Linked DNA regions of Sus scrofa: regions 1 and 2 are each linked to region 3. A link is a contact called in public Hi-C data. All regions are on one chromosome and are shown on one strand. Each heading gives the region's core, a stretch centred on a gene start, on an enhancer-like site or on the middle of the called end of the contact. The rest is flanking DNA. Distances are from core to core; before and after follow the strand shown. Region 1 has its middle 120 kb from the start of JUN. Region 2 overlaps LOC102165506 (a long non-coding RNA gene). Region 3 has its middle 220 kb from the start of JUN.

Evidence for each region. Hi-C and Micro-C count contacts between places; a contact is called where the count stands out from the background.
Region 1: a Hi-C map of liver shows a contact between it and region 3, with 6 times the contacts expected there. The contact joins two enhancer-like sites. A contact is called at or near these places in 3 of 47 Hi-C or Micro-C datasets (heart right ventricle, liver and psoas muscle).
Region 2: a contact with region 3 is called in a Hi-C map of skeletal muscle, with 2.2 times the contacts expected there. The contact joins two enhancer-like sites. A contact is called at or near these places in 4 of 47 Hi-C or Micro-C datasets (fetal heart ventricle, heart right ventricle, psoas muscle and 1 more) and 1 of 2 datasets of contacts at active chromatin or transcription factors (skeletal muscle).

The regions. Positions count from the first base shown.
Region 1 is chr6:153,561,106-153,563,809 of Sscrofa11.1, forward strand. No RefSeq gene overlaps it. Among named protein-coding and RNA genes, the nearest start is that of JUN, 120 kb to the right of the region's middle. Within about 2 kb of position 1,321, at least 76 of the 83 cell types and tissues checked have an H3K27ac peak or open chromatin away from gene starts, as enhancers often do.
Region 2 is chr6:153,334,028-153,336,894 of Sscrofa11.1, forward strand. All of the region lies in intron 3 of LOC102165506 (a long non-coding RNA gene), which reads left to right. Among named protein-coding and RNA genes, the nearest start is that of FGGY, 120 kb to the left of the region's middle. Within about 2 kb of position 1,379, at least 39 of the 83 cell types and tissues checked have an H3K27ac peak or open chromatin away from gene starts, as enhancers often do. A contact at or near this core is called in skeletal muscle, where this site is marked.
Region 3 is chr6:153,460,253-153,462,952 of Sscrofa11.1, forward strand. No RefSeq gene overlaps it. Among named protein-coding and RNA genes, the nearest start is that of JUN, 220 kb to the right of the region's middle. Within about 2 kb of position 1,424, at least 4 of the 83 cell types and tissues checked have an H3K27ac peak or open chromatin away from gene starts, as enhancers often do. A contact at or near this core is called in skeletal muscle, where this site is marked.

The DNA.
Region 1 (2,704 bases), core at 71-2,570, 100 kb after region 3:
TGATCTAGATCTAAATGTCCATTCAATGCAACAGCAAGTCCACACAAGACGCATTTTTTTTTTTTTGGGCCATGCCCAGAGTATGGGAAACTTTCTGGGCTAGGGGTCAAACCCTTGCCACAGCAGTGACTTGAACCAGTGATAAGGCCAGATCCTTAACCACTAGGCCACCAGGGAACTCCCATGAGGCTGTTTTTAGTGTTAATTTCCATTTTACAGATAAGGGGCATGAGGCAGAGAGAACTTAAGTTTCTTACTCAAGCCCACAGCCAACAAGTAGTAAAGCCACGATTTGAGCCAGGGTTTGAGCCCAGGCAGTTGGGCTCCTAAGTCTGTACTTAACAACAACAGCGTACAGACCTTCCCAACATGCAAAAAAGTGTACAGTGTCTGCCTCTGAGAAGCACACTCCCTGGAGAAGAGAGACAGCCCACAAGGGTGTGTAGTCACATGCTACCCGCACCAGGAGAACAAAAGAGGGAGCGTTTGTTCTACTAGGGGAGGAGAGAGAGAATTAAGAAAGCAGCCTGAAGGAGGTGACTTTTATCATTTCCAGAGTTTTCCTTTGTTGAGGTGGGGAAGTTTGAGGTAGCTAAGGCTTAGGGAATATCATCACAGAGCTCCGGAGGCCAGGATACCAGGTATGAACAGTGTGTGACATGGCCTAGTTACTTAACTTCCAGGGGCCTCAGCTTCCTCACCTGTATAATGGGGATAATAACACCTGCCTTGTGAAGCTGTTTGAATACTAAATGAGATCATGTGCTCGCGACCCAGTGTTATTCCAATCTTTATTTACCTCTCATAAAACTATTTCCCTCAGTAAAAAATTTTAATTGAGCCCATTTTTTTTACACCCATGCTCCCAGTTGCATTAGTAATAATAATCCTAAGTGTCATTATTAGTCATTTGTAGTAACAATATAATTAATAATAATGTTAATTGGCATTGATTGAGGGCACTAAATACTTAATATGTATAATCTGTATCTATCTAATCGACTCCACAGAACCTATCTTAGAGATAGGTAGCATTATCCCCATTTTAGAGATGAGAATAATAAGGCTCAGAGAGATGAAGAAATTTACACGAAGGTCTCCTGGATAGGAAGTGGCAGAACTAGTATTCAGACCCGAGTCTGTCTGGCCCGAAAAATGTCCGACAGAGAATGCCCTGGGTTTGGAGTTCACGCCGGCCTTGGCCATGTCCCTCAGCCTCTTTCTCAGAAAGAAAACAAACATTCTAAGCGTTCTGCGTACACGTTGGAACAGGAACGCCCTGGAGAGGCAGGCTGAAGCAGGAAGATCTGTCCTTATTTGGAGGGTGGGGTTGGGGCCGTCCCTCAGCCTTGTCACCCAGCCTGGAGGTCCCGGCCAGAGCCGGACTGGAACTGGCACCGAGGTCGTCTTGGCGGGTCAGCGTGTGCCTTCTCCGGCTTCGGGTGGCTCTGGGCAGCCAGGGGCGACCGGCCCCCCGCAGGGACTGTCTGCCTGCCAGGGAGGCCGCTTGCTGGTGACCCAGCCCGTCCCCACGTGGGTGGCTCCCAGGCAGCAGCGAGTTAATCTGCTATCTGTTGGGAAGGCTTCCAGAACCCTCCTCCCAGCCCGTGTTTGCTCAGGGCTGGGCTCTTCAGAAACTGAAACCAGCGGGGCGCCAGGCCCCGCCAGCTCTCATGGGATCCTGCCTGGGTTTACCTTCTATGGGGAGGCCCGCGAGGGCTGGGCGGAGCGCGGTGTGCAGCCAGGCAGGGCCGGCGACGTGGCGACCGGGATCCCTCCCCTCCTCCCAGGAGTCACCCCGCCCCCACCCCGGGACCTGCTCCAGGCCCGGGGGGAAGCACGTGGGCTAACCAGCCACCAGGGGTGGCTGGAATCCTGGCCCAGCCCTGCACCCTCTGAGACATTGAATGCACCACTAAACCTCAGGAGTTTGGCTTTCTTTCACTATAAAATGGGGGTAAATAATACCTAGCCGCCAGAATCAGTAGCATCTGTACCTTAGTACCTCTGATCCAAAAGAAGGAGTTCCCCTCATGGCTCAGTGGATACGAATCTGACTAGCATCCATGAGAACACAGGTTTGATCCCTGGCCTTAGTGGGTTAAGGATTCTGGGTTGCAGTGAGCTGGGGTGTAGGTAGCAGCGCAGCTCGGATCTGGCGTTGCTGTGACAGTGGCATAGGCTGGCAGCTGTAGCTCAGATTCAACCCCTAGCTTGGGAACCTCCATATGCCATGGGTGCAGCCCTAGAAAGACAAAAAAAAAAACAAAAACAAACAAAAAAACCTCTACATATGGTCACTGTACTGGTGTGCTTATTATCAGTATGGCTGTTGGGTTGGGCAGCCTGCCTTGTGAGGTGGTAAGCTCCCATTACTCAAAGTGTCAAGCACAAGCTGAGTGAGATGGGGACAAAAAAGGAAAAATTAGGACAGAAAGGGACCCGTACTTGCCAGAGCCAGGTACTACTGACTTGGTCATCTCAGAATCACCTGGGAAGCTCACTCCATCTCAGATCCACTGAATCAAAACCCCTGGTGGCAAGTGTTTTAAAAGTACAGCTTTGCTTTCTTTTTAAAACCACTGATCTAGACCAATAATCCCAACATTGTTCCTCTTCAAAAGACCCTTATGTTCTTCCCTCCTACCCCATTGATTGCACAGTGGGAAAGATTTTATTGACCAAACTAGATTGGTTAACTCGC
Region 2 (2,867 bases), core at 129-2,628, 130 kb before region 3:
TTACCTGAAAGTTCTGTCAGCTAGCTACCTAAATTCCTGATTCAAATGTCATCTTCCCAACAAGCTCTACTTTGACCATCTTGTTTATAACTGCACCCACTCAGCCTTCCCACTGTAGTGCAGTGGGTTAAGAATCCAACTGTATCAGCTCAGATTCAATCCCCAGCCTGGAAACTTCCATATGCCATGGGTGTGACCATAAAATCTAAAAATATAAAAATTAAAAAAATTTAAAATAAGAATACTGCACCCACTGGCACTCCCTTACCTTACTCACATTTTTCCTTAGTTATTACCTTCTAACGTACTCAATAATTTACTCTTTCCCATGTTTCTTGTTAATCTCCCTACTGAAAAGCATTCTCCCTAAGATATTAATCTCAAATTTGTTTCCTGCAATATCCCCAACACCCAGAAAGTGCCTGGCATAAACAGCTGCTCAATTAACTTTTTTTTTTTTTTTTTTGAATGATGAGTGTCAGTGGCACTACTTAGGGCACCACTGGTTGATGAATGAATAGGCGTCCTCCTTGTACACTCTTCTCTCCTGAAGAAAGGGCTTTTTTCTTCCTTTTCTGGAGCCAAACCTATTAACCTGGTTTTTAACTACTCAGGGTTCTGCCCTGTTCTGGATCCCACACAGAGGCCTCCCAGGAGACTAGAGTAAGCCACTAACGCTGGTGACAGCCTCTAGAGCTGGGAGTTGAGTTTCCCCTTGTCCTCTTGGCTTTGCCCAAATGCAGGTCCCCTCTCTTCCACCTGTTTGCTTAGCTGCCAAGGGTTCCAGGCTCATTGGGAAGGTGAACAGGTATTTTGTGGATTAAGGAGGAAAATGAGGGAGACAATTGTCCCATACAGGACGGTGGTTCTCAAGGGCTGGTCCCCAGACCAAATGCATCAACTTCACCGGGAAACTTATTAGAAATGCATAGTCTCAGGCCCCACCCGAAACTCACTGAATCAGAACAGGGGTGGCAGTGGATCAGGCAACAATGGATTTAACAATAATTAAATCACGGACTTAATTTAATCGTTCCATTAAATTAATGAGCAAAGCTGCCTGGTGATTCTGAGGCATTCAAGTGTGAGAACCCCTAGGCTGGGGGAGGGGAGGGACTTTGTTAGAGCCTTGATGGCAGGGAGGGACTTAAAAGGTCAGACCAGAGGACAGGTCCCCGGGGTCCCTGCGTCAGAGGCCGCGCGGGGTGGTCTGACCTGGGAAGTTAAAGGCCAGCGTTCCCAGGTCCTCCACCCCCACCCCAGGAAAGTCCCCTCCGCGAGGCCGTGACCTTCCTCCAGCCACATGTCCCACTTATGGCTGCCTGGGGCGGGCGAGCGGGCGGGTGAGCGGACGGGCGGAGGCGCTGCGCTCTGGGTGCGCACCCGCAGCCCATCTGCTGCGCCCTCGCTGGTGGGGCCGGGGCGCCCGGCTCCGCTAGCAAGGTCCGCCCACCCCCTGCCCAGGCCGCCGGTCGCCCTCTCTCTGCCTCTGGTTGTCCTGTCTGTCTTTGTTGGAGCTCTGTCGCTGATTTTCTCTCTTCATCTCTGCCTCTCCCCTGCCGGAATTTTTCTCCCTGCCCCCTTTTCCTTTTTCATTCACATCCAGGCTTTTTTTAGCAAAGAGTTACCGAGCGCCCACGATGTGCCTGCCTAGTCCTAGGCTCTGGGCTGTGAGCGGTGAAAACAAGTGAACCTGCCAGCAGGGGGGCTTCCTGGGTCTTTGATCCCTTTCTACCACTTCCATCCTCCTCTGCTCCCTCCCCACCCCCACCTCTCTCTGCCCTCCCTGCATTGGCGGTTCTTCCCTCTACCTCTCTTTGTTCTGTCTTTTCTTCTGGAAGGTCTCATGGTAGGATAAAACAGCCTACTTTTGTCTGACTGCTAGAGAGTTGCAGTTAATATGTCAATCTTACCTTGAAGAATGACCCTAGTTTCAACTGTTAGCAGCTATGGACACTTTGACCAAAATTAGTTTATTAACCTAATAAATAATAAACGCAGATGACTGGACCCTATGAAGTCACCTGGCTGAGAGAAACTAGTGTTTACCTACCTTGGCCTCTGTGCTAGACACTCATGTATTCAAGAAAATGTATGCATGCATCCCATGATTAATTGAGGACCTAGTGTGTGCTGGATGTCTTTCAAGGAGAACACTGTCCCAGAGGAGGTGTTCTTCACAGCGCTCTGAAGAAGTTAAAACAATGACGCAGAAGGACTGCCCAGTACCGCAGTTAACCCTTTCAGTCTCCCTTCTAGGGGAACAAGACTATACAACAATTCGATAGATATGAAAACTGAGGCCGGGAAACCATGCAGCTTGTCCAAGTACCTGCAACTGGTGAGTTGTATGGCCAAGATTTAACCCTCATTTTGACTCCCAAGCTGGTTGCCATTAACCTACAAGGCCAGCTTAGAGGCAAGGCTGCTGTAGAGAAAAGAGAGGTGAGGAAGGAGGAGTGGGATGGCTCTAGAGTGGAAACTTGAGGATTCAACGAAGCATTGGGTGATGCTGTGTGTTACTGATGAAGTTCCATGACCTCTCTGGGCCCTCCTCATAGGTTTAATGGAGAGCTCTGTTGCCTACAAAAGGCCTTCTTCAGGTGTAACCTATAGGTTGGCGTGTAGGCTCTGGCGCCAGACTGGCTGGGCTGGAAACCTGCTTCTACTACTGACTTGCTATGTAATATTGGACAAGGCACTTAAGCTCTCTGGGCTTCAATTTTCTCATCTGAAAGATTGCTGTAATGATGACTACCTCCCTGGGCAGATGACAGAGTGAATGGTTTCTGTTAAGGGTTAGATATTAGGGTATCCAGTATAAAGAGAGCACCCAGAGAATGTTAGCTGGTTCTTCCATTATCCCA
Region 3 (2,700 bases), core at 174-2,673:
TTACCAATCATGTTGACACTTTCAAAGCTTCCTGGGGAATGAAAAAGCAGTGGTCTTGTGACAACGTGGTCACCTCAGTGAAGGTTCCACAGTTGACCAGAGGGACAAGGGCTTCCTCATTTCACGGGATGAGGTCTTATTGTCCTGTTAAGCCAGGAGACCCCATACCTAAAAGAACGTTGTCTTGGTCAGCATTCCTACAAGAACAGAGACCATGCTCCAACAGGGTCATTTGGTTAAGAAGGAAACCTTGGGACTTGCACGGGTGGAAAAGCCATTATCATCACAGGTTCTTAAGAGGGAAAGAAGAGGGGGAATTTCCTGGAACCAAAAGGGTAGGTGTAGGGAGAGGACCTCCTGAGAAGAGGCCACATTTGATAAAGGAAAGCTCCGGAAACCCAGAGAGAACCAAATATCCCAATTTCACTCTCCGGGCCTTCTGCTGATGCCTCCCATAGGCTGGAATCAACTGGAAGCTAGAGAGCAAGGGCGCTCATTGACGCGGTCCATGTATATCAGTTTCTCCGGATGCAGAATGGTGAGATTGACCTCAAGGCTTATGGACACTTATTGGCATGGCTGGTTATGGCTGGCTGAGAATAGCTATGCAAAGAGTGATGATTTCAGCAGATACCTGCCACTTGGTATATACCTCGTGCTTTGAAAGCTTTTTCAGGGACTTCCTCATTTGATCCTCACAGTAGGCCCATGAGGTGAGTACTCCCCTGGCCCCATTTACAGACTGGGAAACGAGAGAATACAGAGATACTAAACGGTAAACAGAGGAGTGTGGACTTGTAAGCCCAGAAGGTGTGATTACCTGACCAGTGCCTTCATCTACGGGACCATCCCATCTTATCCAAAATGAAAATTTATGAGTTAGGTCGTAAAGCATTGCTAGATTGGAGGGAGTGACTGCAACAGAGACCACAAGACAAGGATGAAATATTTCTGTAAGCTCTCTTTGACTTAACTGAGGTGGCATATACACACTCCATGTAAGAGATATTAAAGTGTAAACCAAGAGAAAAGGGAGAGAGAAACGCAAAAGCAGAGGAGAAAGAGAGAGAGAGAGCACCAGCTGCATACAGGATACAGGCCAAGAGTCTAATTATAGCTGATAAGGCCCCTTATGATCTGTAACGTGCCCCTACTCATCTTTCCCCATTCCCTGTGGGGCACTGTGTCCCAGCCAAACTAAACTTTATTTAGTTCTTTAAACAGCCCTCAGGTCACTGCCCATGTTGTCCCTTCGGCCTGAAACACTTTCCCTTGCTTTCTATTCACCCATCGTAAGCCCTACTTAATCCATCAGGCCTTAGTTTTGTCTCTTCTTAAATTTTTCTTTCCTCTCTCCCTCCCTCTGTCCTCCCTCCAACACACATTTTTTGGACACAGTACGTTCAGGCACAGTGGTGGGTGTTGCTGACATTGGTCCATATTGGTCCCTCCCTTATGGAGTTTCTATGAGAAAACGTTCCCTTCATGCCCAAGTCTGGGTTGAGGGGCTCTCCTGGGTGTTTTCTCAGCAACCTGAACTAATCCTATTATAGCCTCTTTACTCTGCATTCTAGCACCCTGGGTCTATCTCCTTTCCCAGACCCTAGGCTCCAAGGTTGAGGGTATTAGTTTCCTATTGTTGCTGTAACAAATTACTGCAAACTCAGTGGCTTAAAGCAACCCAAATTAATGATCCTAAGGGTTCTAGAGTTGAAAGTCCAACACAGCCCTCACTATATTAAAATCAAGTTTTGTGGAGCCTATGTTCCTTCCCAGAAGCTCTGGAAAGAGCAGAATATGTTTTGTTTGTTTGTTTCTTTATTTGCCTTTTCCAACTAGAGGCTGCCTGCATTTCTTGGCTGATGGCCCTTTCCTCCTTCTTCAAAGCCATCAATGGCTGGCGGAATCTTTCCACATTGTATCACTCTGACAGTGACTCTTTTTCCTCCTCTTCTGTCTTTTAAGGACCTTTGTGATTATATTGGATACATATCCAGCCCACCTGGATAGTCCAGGCTAATATTCCTGTCTTAAAGTCAGCTGATTAGCCATCCTAAATCCATCTGCAACCTCAATTTCCTTTGCCAAGTAAGATAAGATACTCACAGATTCTAACTTAGGTCATGGACATCTTTGGGAAACCATTATTCCGCCAAGCATACTATATATCCCCAAATGCTAGTCCAAGGGAAAAAATAGAATATCTCAGTATGCAAGTGGTTTCTATGTGTATGGAATATATAGATCTCTATGTGTCTACAGCATGTGTCTCTGTGACAGTCATCTGTGTCCTGGATGTTCACTTGGGTGGATGTGTTTGTGTGTGGGTCAGGAAGCATACATTGCCTGACCTCGTTAGTTGTGGTCATATGTATTTATGTATGTGTTGGAAGGTAGGAATTATAATTCCCAAAGGGGGAATTATAAAGATAAACCAGGCAATGAGTAATATTTTCCTGACAATTCAACTGTAAAATAGTTTACCCTCCATGTGGATACTTTGCTTTCAAGACCTGGATTTCTATGCTCTCAATTGACATGTGCTGGTTACCACATTCATAGAAAGGGTGGCATCCTGCTTGAGCCAGGAAGCCCTTCTAGAAGATCCTATATTAGCCATCATACAGCTAAGAGGCACATTCAGTGCTGCCAGCAGTTAACAGATCAGTCAAATTATTATTTCTCATCTTTGCTGCAGAA